Regions from separate parts of the Zea mays genome. Here all the other regions are linked to region 1. The links are chromatin contacts, called in public Hi-C maps. All regions are on one chromosome and are shown on one strand. The core of a region is the stretch at or near the end of the contact, and the rest is flanking DNA. Distances in the headings are between cores, read along the strand shown. Region 1 holds the start of LOC100216715 (CDP-diacylglycerol--serine O-phosphatidyltransferase 1). Region 2 holds the start of LOC100272910 (Glycosyltransferase family 61 protein). Region 3 has its middle 28 kb from the start of LOC103649878. Region 4 holds the start of LOC103649872 (Glycosyltransferase family 61 protein).

Region 1 (2,620 bases), core at 77-2,576:
GCAGTCGTACCCTTGAAGCATAAAACCTACTTTGCTAAGTACAAGTTGTCACTGCTTGCTCAATCATTTGCCAGGGATCACTTAATGAATCCCACTCATCTCCAAAATGGTTTCGGTGGCATTCAGGCTAGGTGCCAAATTCCAAACCCGAAAGGCTTCCAGTTATTCCAAAACAACAGAAGGGGTGTGGTGTGCTGCTGCAACCAGATGCTGCGTTAGAGCAAAACAGACGGGACCTGAGGCAGCAAAGGGCAAGGCCGAGCAAAGGAAAAATCCATTCCACGGAAGAAGATGAAGAGCGCCAGAAGGGATCGAGCAATTCAAAAAGAAACACATATAAAACAGCCCGCGGGTTAAAAAACTGTGGAAATAATTAGGGCCGACAGTGATCCGTACACATCGTCCAAATTAAGAAGCCGGAAAAGCTAAGACGCAGCAGCTTTTGCGAGGCAGCAAAAAAAAAAGGCCGCGAATTTGAAGATGCGCGCATCAAATCCGGTGGGAATCCGCCGGCGACTCCCACGAACGGGAGCGCTCTCAAGGGAAGTGCACACCAGAGAAACGGTAAGCAGGGAGGGGGCGAAATAAAGGCTGCTAGATGAGCAGTCAAACGCGGCAGAGCGATGCAATGCAGGCAATGAAATCGAGGTGGGGGAAAGGACGGCCTTTACACGGCACTGGGCATTAACAACAGCATAAAACACCGGAAAAGGCGGCGTTCCGTTGAGCCTGCCCCGCAGGTCCGCACGCCCGCCCGCCCGCCCGCGACCGGTGGTTCGCCGGCGAACGGCCAGGAGCGCATTAATCAACGCCGCGACGATAAACTGAAACGGCAACTGCCGGGTAGCCGCCGGCCGCCAGCGGCAGAGACCGTGCCGTTGCGTACGGTGCCCAAGCCCCAGGACAGGAGGAGGCCGGGCATAACCGCAGGAACGGGGCCGCCCGGCGCTGAAAAAAAACATGATTAGGGCTCCCCGGAGCCGAAAAGTTAATCCGCGGGATTTCTGCGGGGATGGCGATGGGAACCGGAACATGGTCGACATGGAGGAAAGGGAGGCGACCAGGGCCAGGCGGGGGAGGGAGGGAGCACGTACGCGGTGGAAAGCGACAACAGCGTGCCGGTCGTACGATCCCGCGTGCGGGGAGATCCAGGCCGTCGAAAGCGACCGAGGGAGTTGCTGTCCCTCTCCCTCGCTCGCTTTTCTTCCGTTCTCTCCAACGCGGCAGGCAAGCAGCGGCTGTTCGCGAGGTGGAGTTCGTAGAGAGAGAGAGAGACGGGAGATGGAGATGGCCAGGACCAGGAGAGGGTGCGGGGGGATATAGAGAGGGATAGAATGGAGTGTAGCCCTGCGAGGCGGTGAAGAGCGAATCTTCTCATCTTATATAAGAGGTTAGAGAGAGAGGCGGTCAAAGAAAAGGCTCGAGATAGAGAGAGGGGGGAGAAAGGAATCGGAGTCTTGAAGGGGGATCATTGGAGCATTGATGATGGTTCACTCTCCCCTCTGTTTTTTCTTTTAATTTTTTTAAACGCTCTCTTTCTCTCTCATAGACAGAGGTAGGAGTAGGACCCTCCATGGAGGTGCCACCACCACCACCACCACCACCACCCCCTCTTCTTGATTTAGGGCCTGTTTGTTTACCCCAATGAATTATATAATCTGGATTATTTTTGGAGGATTATATAATCCAATGGATTAGATTATATAATCTGGGCAAATAAGCTAGACTGTTTGTTTGCCTCTTAAGATTATTTAATCCAGATTATATAATCTGGGGGGTAAACAAAGAGGCCCTTAATCATAAGACGCCAAAATAAAACTTAAATGATGTCCCCCAGTTCAGTGCCACCGTGCTGGTTAAGCGCAGCTAGCTAATGCGACACATGCCGTTTTGTTAATTTCAAACTGTAAATCTAGCCAGTACAGACGTTTAATAGTTAAATAGCTTGGCAAATAGTACATGTATAAGGCCATGTTAGTTTCATCTCTAGGCCATGTTAGTTTTATCTCTAAACCATGGGGATTGAGATTGGAAGAAATTGGTGAGGATTTTAACTTGTAGAGAATTTAATCCCTATCAATATCTATGGATTAGACTAAACGAATAGCATCTAACCCTTTTAATCTCTCCCTAACTGATCAGACCCTAAAGGGGGCGAGGCTAACTAGCCGGCTAACTCAGCTTCTATTCCAAGAGATCTTCCTTGGTTCCTTGTAATAATCTCTGATTTCGGCCAAATAAAAGGATTGTGCAAATTTGCAATGGAAGAGAAAAAAAATTCTCCCGCTGCAAATTCAATTGCAAAAAAAGGAAAAAGACTAGATGCCTCACCTGCTTGCTGTACATGTATAAAGAGCATCTCCGACAGACTCTTTATTTTTTCTTTCGATTTTGATTTTTTATTTAACTTTTCATAAAAATTACAATCTATATGTAACATCTTATTCCAACATATCCTATAACAAACAAGTTAGAGCATCTCCAAGAGACTAGTTAGATAACTCGTCAAGCCAAATTTTGGCTACTCAATAGCAAAATAACTCTCCAACAGATTAGCTATCTGACTCGCCAAGCTATCAGACTCTTCAAATTGACTTTCTCACTAGTCAAATTTGGCTAG
Region 2 (2,620 bases), core at 65-2,564, 200 kb before region 1:
TCCGTCTTCCGTGGCCGAGGTCGAGTCCGAGCACCTAGGTCGGGCGAGGCGGAGGCTGTTGGCTGAGGCCAGGGCGGAATTTGAGTCCTGGGGTCGGGTGAAGCGGAGTTCGCCGTCTTCCGGGGCTTAGCCCGAGTCCGAGCCCTGGGTCGGGCGGAGCGGAGTTCGCCGTCTTCCGGGGCTTAGCCCGAGTCCGAGCCCTGGGTCGGGCGGAGCGGAGTTCGCCGTCTTCCGGGGCTTAGCCCGAGTCCAAGCCCTGGGTCGGGCGGAGCGGAGCTTCCTATGGTGCGCGCGGCTGGGCCTGACTGCCTGTCAGCCTCACTCTGCCATGTGGCACCGCAGTCGGAGCGGCGCAGGCGGCGCTGTCTTTCTGTCAGACCGGTCAGTGGAGCGGCGAAGTGACGGCGGTCACTTCGGCTCTGTCGGCTGAGGGGCGCGCGTCAGGGTAAAGGTGTCAGGCCACCTTTGCATTAAATGCTCCTGCGATTTGGCCGGTCAGTGCGGCGATTTGGTCAGGGTTGCTTCTTGGCGAAGACAGGGCCTCGGGCGAGCCGGAAATATGTTCGCCGCTGGAGGGAGGCCTCGGGCGAGGCGGAGATCCTCCGGGGTCGGCTGCCCTTGTCCGAGGCTGGGCTCGGGCGAGGCGTGATCGAGTCCCTCGAATGGACTGGTCCCTGACTTAATCGAACCCATCAGGCCTTTGCAGCTTTATGCTGATGGTGGTTACCAGCTGAGAATTAGGAGCATTGAGGGTACCCCTAATTATGATCCCCGACAATAATGCTTGTGATTATATGCCTAAAATTCAGTTTAGACCACATACAGCTAACAATTAGCTATTAAGAATTAGATGACCCTTAACTAATAAACCAGCTAATAAGTTCTCGTCTACTTTCTTCGTTCCAGTATATAAGGCATAACCATCTCTGATTCAAAGATTAAGAAATATATTTAATTCTTTATATACCACTGTATCGTATACATACAGATAAAGAGAGCATGACTTATATTGTGGGACAAGAATAAAAAGTTGTTACACATTATATCATAGAACAGAGGGAGTATCACCTAGCTAACAATTAGCTATTTTTTCCCAGCTAATAGTTTACTGGGCGGATCGAAACGTGACCTAAGCATAATTTCTAAAACATAGCCATCACGAGGGAGAGCGGCGTTTGGCTCGGTCTTCCCCTCGGGCCAGCTGCCAGCAGCCGTAGTCGCCCGCCCATAAAACTCATCACGCACCACCAAGAACCGGTCCATTGAAGAGAGTTCTCGGAAGGTTCTCCTCCCGTGTCCGCGTAGCTAAGGTGTCCCGGGGAGACCTGCTGCACACGCGGCGGCGAGGCCTCCATATCTCTCTATCATCACGGCGCGGGGGAGGAAGCCAGCGAGTAAGCTGAAAGGGGAGAGGGAGCCAGGGGTTCACGCGCTCGCCGGAGACGACGACGACGACGACGACGGAAGATGGGCGGCGACCCGGGGAAGGTCATCAGGAACGTGAAGGGCGCCGCGCAGAAGTACCTCGGCGTTGGCTTCCTGCTCGGCTTCTTCCTCGTGCTCCTCACCTACTTCACCGTCTCCGAGCAGTTCGCGATCACGGCGCCCAACGGTGAGTTCAATTGCTCTGAGTCTGACATGGGTTTGGTTCCAGCAGAAAATCCATAGGAGGCTGGGGCTCAATAATTAAAACACCATTCCAGTTTGAGCAAGTTATTTCCTGCGGAAACTGATGGGAATTGAGCTGACGTGCGCAGCTGTTCGGAGGACATCGCCGGGCCACGCGCACACCACGAGGTCGCCGATCACCTCGGCCGTCGAAGAGAAGAGGCAGCAGCCTCCTGCCATAGGTAAAATCAGCCTCTACCCGGCCCCGCCTTGTCTTTCCTTCCTTCCTGTCAACGAATAATCAGAGCACGTTAATTTGGTGATGAGAATTCAGCAAAATTTATCATTTTTTTAAAAATACCACGTCTGTTTTTCTTACCATGAGCAGAGGAGAAGCCACCCAAGCCAGAGGTTGCACCGGAGGAGAAGCCTCCGAAGGAAGAGAAGCCGCCACGCGTTGATGTTGAAGGGCCCCATGCTGAAACAGATGAGGACCAGAAGAAGCCTGTCCCTGGTACTTTGCAAATCCACACCCCCCTTCTTTTCATCCTCATCATCAATCGTGACAAAGAAAAAGAAAGCTAGCACACGAGCTTATTCTGTATGCTTTTGCTTTGCGATCAGTCTCGAACTCGTCTACTTTTTATTTTAGAACCGAAAGTGGCCGTGTGCAGAGCAGAGACGTGTTAGTTTCATATTCATTGCTTCTGTCTGAAAGCATCCAATCCTGCAGACGATGATGGTAGGAGCAGTGGTATCAGCGGCGGCGATGGCGTCGCCACGGAGAGTGCTCCGGCCAAGAAGCCGGCGTGCGACATCCAGGGCCCGTGGGCGTCCGACGTGTGCGACATCGACGGCGACGTGCGGATCCACGGGTCGGCGGGCACCGTGCTGATCGCGCCGTCCATCGAGAGCGGCGGCAACCCGAACCCGCAGGAGTGGCGCGTCCGCCCCTACTCCCGGAAGCACCAGGGCGGGATCAAGGAGGTGACGGTGCGCGAGCTGGCGTCCA
Region 3 (2,620 bases), core at 59-2,558, 200 kb after region 1:
ATACCGTAGTCCGGCCGTGGTATTACGTATACGCTATACGGCGACCACGCTTGCATGCCCCCTCCAACAACCGGCCCCAGATCAGAGGCACGCACGCACACACGCACGCATGTGAGGGCCACGTACGGCGACCCACACGCACACACGGTCGAGGCGCATGCCGGCCTGCCGCTCAGGCTCAGCGCCCTAGCTTAGCTCCCCTCGACCTCCGCACCTCACGTGTGCTCGCTCGTCGGCGGCGCGCGCGCGGCGGTTGTTGTTGGCGCGCGCCGCCGCCGCCTCCCGCGTCGATCGACGGAGCTTGCTTATATTTATCACTTGCAGCAGCAGCCTTTTTCCCCTGCATGCTGCGCGTCCATGCTCGCCGTACGTGTCTGCTCGCTAATGATGGCGCGCGCGCGCACTGGTCACTGGTGGCCGGCACTCCTCTCCGCTCCGCTCGCACGCAGTTATTATAAATATCCATTCAGGTCGTTCTGCACTTGAGCGGATTAATGGCGCCACAGGAACGGAAGGGGGGTCGGGGGACGGGGAGCCACGCCACGCCATGCCATGCGGGCGGGCTCATTAATTAAGCAAAGCGCTACAGCTAATGATGATGATAAGGTCGATTCTGAAACTGACCCCTAGCTGTAACTACACGACGACGACGACCACGACCACCACCACCACACCAACAGTCGGTACCACGCCATGTGGAACGATGCCGCGTACCCTACGCATGATGCGTGCAAGCACGTGCGCGACAATACCGTATCTGTATGTGAAGAGAAGCAAATTTGTAAAACTTTAGCTAGCCAGTTAAATTGAACGATCGGTCGTCGCACCCGCACCCGCGGCCGTCCATCCCTCTGCATTGCATGCGTTACTCTGCATGCATGGGTAATGCATGCGAGTTAGTTTTAGTAAGAGTCAACGTACTCCTCCGATATATATCCTCTGACAATTTAAACAAGCCGGAAGGAACATGGCATGGTGCCTGCCTGCTGAGGAGTATCCTCTGTGATCGCGGAGACACGAGGCGCAATTAATCAACACAAGGCGTCTGCCACGGCCAGCTTATGTTATGTGTGGTAAAGGGAAACCACTAAACTAATCATCCGCCCCGATCCTCTACTGATCCTGGTCGACGACGGAGGAGCCTGCCACCTGCCTGCCTGTTGCAGTTGGAGCAGTGGCACATGCAGCACCCGACTATATATTGGTGGAGGTGGTAGTCGTACGTCATCTCTCGTCACTACCAAAGGCTCCACCGCTGCGCAATTGGTTGGTACCCTTTTTCTCTCCGGTTTTGCAGCCTGCCAGTGGCCACTGCGAGACCCGAGGCCTGCTCGCCATAATAAATAACAAGACTACAAGAGGAAGCAGCATACATGTTCCTGGGCCAGCCCAGCCCACAACCACTTGCTTCGCTCCCAAGTCCACAGAGAAAGCATTCCGTTCGCTTTTCCACTAGGAGATTACGCAGTACGCACCGTAATCTTCAGCCGCCACTGGGCATGTTTGATTGAGATTATAATTTATCTAGATTATATAATTTAACAGCTTTTACACTGTATATATATCATGTTTTTTCCTTCTAGATTATATAAGTTGGACTATGCTAGAAAGGTAGAAGGTAAATACCACTTTAGGATTATAAATAAGTTGAAATAAGATACCCAATACTATCTTATTTCAGCTTATCTGTGGTCACAATGTAATATTTTACTTTTCTACTCCTGCATTATAATCCACTTATATAATCTAAGAGTGAAACAAACACACCCAGATTAAAAATATATTAGATTATATAATTTGGTCAGATTATAATCCCAAATAAAAAATATCTAAAGGCTAGTTTAGAAACTCCCCAATATTTCTATTTTTCTAAGGAAAAATAAGCTAATTTTCCTTTGCAAGATGAAGATCCATTAGGTTCCCAAACTAGTCCTAGCTCTTGAAATAATATTTGACCAACAAATAAGGAAACTCCATGCTCATCCATGACGCCCCTGGTTATTACAACCGTTTGCTGGCAGATCCCTTTCCCTGGTACGTGTGTGTCATGTCTTCAGCGGTAAATGTATCACCCTCCTTCCACTGCTACAGCAACTGCTGTAAAATTCACAGGACTGCTCACATGTAGGTTTCAAGCGTACTTGGTAATATTCATTGAAAATTGCACAATATTCTAAGTACATAGACAATTTAACATGTAGACACAGTTCATCAATAATTAATTTAACTCATAGACCATAGACACCACACATACATATAGCATGTTTATCAATTGTTACATAAATAATATGCATATAGTTTCGTTTTAGTGAAATGTGGTAGCTCGTTTAACTCGCGAGCTGGCTCGTTTACAAACCGAACTGGCTCGTTAACGAACCGAACTAGGATGTCAACTCAGCTCGTGAAAAATTCAAACGAGCTGAGCTAACCACGAACCGAACGAGCCGACGAGTCACGAGCATTTCGTCCAACCATATGTTTCACCCTCCTTCCACTGCTACAACAACTGTTGTAAAATTCACAGGATTGCTCCCTACCAAAAGAATATTGTAGGGGTAGATTTCAAGATTACTTCGTGATATTCATTGGAAAATTTCGTAATATTCTAAGTCCACATTTT
Region 4 (2,620 bases), core at 73-2,572, 150 kb before region 1:
AAGAACAAGTGCGTACAAATCAGTGGGTGTAAGTGGCTCGTGATCATCAGTTCATTGATCGATTGAGAGCCGATGCATGCACGAGGATATGATGCCCACAAAATCATATATGTATAGCATAACGGTGCAGGTACACACGCACGCGCGCACGACAGTACGTGGGTCGCTCAGATCGGAAGCAGATCGAGAAGGCAGAAGCGCACTCACGATCACGAGCGTCGAGGACGAGGGTGGCGTAGCGTCGGGAGGAGAGCGTGAAGACGACGACGACGAAGAGGAGGAAGCAGCCGACGGCGACGACGGACAGCAACCTGCCACCTGCCGCCACCTTCTTATTCTTGTCGCCGCCGCCTTTCATGGCCGCGCCGCGGGCCAGCGCAGCCATATCTAGCTTCTCGTCTTCGGAAGGTCTCCGAGCCTAAGACAAGAGAGAGAGGTGGATCCCAAGAACTAGAGGCGGATCATTCTTCCTCGATGTACTCACTTGTTGAGCTCCTCAAGTGATCACTCGCTGCTGGGCCAACTCTCGTAGCTCTTGCCTCCACCACCACCACCTAAGACATATATAAAATGGAGACCAGAGGAGAGCGGATTATAAACTCTTTTGCTCTCCCATAGTCCCATCCCATGCGCATCATGAGCCGTAGCGTGGAGAAAAGCGAGCGATCGAGCAGGTCAAGCTATATGAGGGGCGTTTCACCGTACCTTTACACCATCGCCAGCCTAACACTGCCAACCTACTACACTACATGCATTGTACCGTATTGTATACTGACCAAACGTGTTATTAGTAGCCATGAGCCCATGACCACGAGAGGCATGACTCACGAGCTAGCAGAGACGGAGGCCGGCGCGCACTAGCTAGAGCTGCAGACGATAAGAATTCGGATTGCTTTCTCGCCCCGGCCCGCACGTTTTAGCGAGTCCTTAACTGTAACGTCCCTGAATTAGGCTCCGACTCGTCCTGGTCTCGGGAGATGACAGGCCCACGACGGGTCAAAACACGAGTCCGAATTAGGCTCCGAAACGTACGTGCGTCCAGGCCGGCCGGTCCGAGGGAAATGACGGCAACCGTAGCGCTCGTCCTGGCCAAGAAGCCGCCCCCCAAAACCTCGCTGTTTGCCTGGCTGCGCGCGGTGGCTGTGTCCGGGCTTCTCGGGCCGGAGAGCCATGCTATGCGGCGAGCCAACGTGTCCTGTTCGGCCACCAGCCGCAGTCGCACCTGCACATGCTGACGGATGTTGCAAACTATAACGGTGTCAGCAAGGAAGGAAAGAGAAGGTGAGGAGCGAGACCGGCCGGTACGGTGGCCGCCATGAGCGGATTACAAGCAAATAAACACGCAGCCGGCGGCGAACTCGACCAGTGTGTACTGTACTCGATCGGAGGCGAGGCCGGCATACAAATTAATAAATTGGTCGATCGAGAACTCGAGATCTGTGTACGTAGTCTGCCATACACTCGTGTAATTTGAAGCAGCAGAATGTACCATAGTTGGACGGACCACACGGCTGCTCAGGTACGTAGAGATTAATTTATGGAGTTTGATCAATCCAATTGTATATAGAGAGAGAGAGAGAGAGAGAGAAAGAAAATGGAACAGGGAGCGGAACGTAGAAGGTGCAAAGTAGCACAGTGGACGACGTGCTCGTCTGTGTTGTGGTCCCTCTTCCGTTGCTTTGCTTCCAAGCGTAGGTTCGTGCCGTGGATTCTATGTTTTGCTTCTGCAGCGTCAGAACCAGTTTGAGCAGCAGCAGCTACTCGCCACTTTGCTTGGTCCAACAGAACCGATGGTAGCTCTGTGCAACAGCTTGGTCTAGCACTATGCAGAAGAGATGGCAATGGGTACCCGAAACCCGAAACCCGATGGGTTTTTACCCCATTAGGGTACAGGTTTGGGTCAATTTTCATACTCATTGATTTGTTAATGGGCATAAATCTATACCCAGCGGGTTTATGGGTACGGGTTTGTTCCTATAGTACCCAAACCCGTGAACCCGTGGGTTTTTTAAACCCGACCAAACCTAATGCATATTGTCATTTTATTTTATAAACTAACAACAAACTTGTTATTCCTTATTTACTTCATAATTTTTATCAATTGGTGAATGTGTTAGTAGTCGGTGAGAGTGTTGTTTGCTTGCTATTATAGTTTTTACTAGTGTTATATATGTGGTGGATGGATAACTTAGTGCAAGGTCACTTAATTATACAACTTATTATATGTATTCCATTCTCTCTACTAATATTTTTTATACCAAATCATGAAATCGTTGTTCATTACATAGATTTTGGATCATGATATCATTAATCATTACGATACTTATTGATTATGAGAAGAACAAGTATATTGGAGATGAAACCCGCGGGTAACCCATGGGTACCCGCTAACCCGATGAGTACGGGTTTGGGCAAAATCTCAAACCCGTCATGGGTACGGGTTTTTTAATGGGCATAGACATTTTTCACGGGTACGGGTTTGGGATGGCAAAACCCAGCGGGTTTGTACCCGTTGCCATCTCTAACTATGCTTCTAGCTTTTGGTCCACTAAAACATGATGAGTGTTTCAATGGCTTGGCCCAGAAGAACCGCAGATGCATGGAGTGGGCCGTTTTTTTA

The links. Hi-C and Micro-C count contacts between places; a contact is called where the count stands out from the background.
Region 2: a Hi-C map of leaf shows a contact between it and region 1, with 5 times the contacts expected there. The contact joins the promoter of LOC100272910 here to the promoter of LOC100216715 in region 1. A contact is called at or near these places in 3 of 25 Hi-C or Micro-C datasets (ear, leaf and tassel).
Region 3: a contact with region 1 is called in a Hi-C map of tassel, with 2.4 times the contacts expected there. The contact joins the enhancer-like site here to the promoter of LOC100216715 in region 1. A contact is called at or near these places in 3 of 25 Hi-C or Micro-C datasets (bundle sheath, ear and tassel).
Region 4: a Hi-C map of endosperm shows a contact between it and region 1, with 2.6 times the contacts expected there. The contact joins the promoter of LOC103649872 here to the promoter of LOC100216715 in region 1. A contact is called at or near these places in 6 of 25 Hi-C or Micro-C datasets (bundle sheath, ear, endosperm and 2 more).

Annotation. Positions count from the first base shown.
Region 1 is chr3:26,511,072-26,513,691 of Zm-B73-REFERENCE-NAM-5.0, forward strand. LOC100216715 (CDP-diacylglycerol--serine O-phosphatidyltransferase 1) reads right to left here and starts at 1,327. Exons shown (of 13, transcript NM_001143120.1): 1 at 1,095-1,327.
Region 2 is chr3:26,309,402-26,312,021 of Zm-B73-REFERENCE-NAM-5.0, forward strand. LOC100272910 (Glycosyltransferase family 61 protein) reads left to right here and starts at 1,315. Exons shown (of 4, transcript NM_001147362.1): 1 at 1,315-1,612; 2 at 1,758-1,850; 3 at 1,997-2,122; 4 at 2,342-2,620. The coding sequence starts at 1,468.
Region 3 is chr3:26,709,388-26,712,007 of Zm-B73-REFERENCE-NAM-5.0, forward strand. No RefSeq gene overlaps it. Among protein-coding and RNA genes, the nearest start is that of LOC103649878, 28 kb to the left of the region's middle. Within about 2 kb of position 1,309, at least 18 of the 20 cell types and tissues checked have an H3K27ac peak or open chromatin away from gene starts, as enhancers often do. A contact at or near this core is called in bundle sheath, ear and tassel, where this site is marked.
Region 4 is chr3:26,362,451-26,365,070 of Zm-B73-REFERENCE-NAM-5.0, forward strand. It overlaps LOC103649872 (Glycosyltransferase family 61 protein), which reads right to left and starts at 1,323. Exons shown (of 4, transcript XM_020550139.3): 1 at 485-1,323; 2 at 208-418. The coding sequence starts at 385. LOC118476642 (a long non-coding RNA gene) reads left to right here. Exons shown (of 2, transcript XR_004857097.1): 1 at 1-28; 2 at 131-599.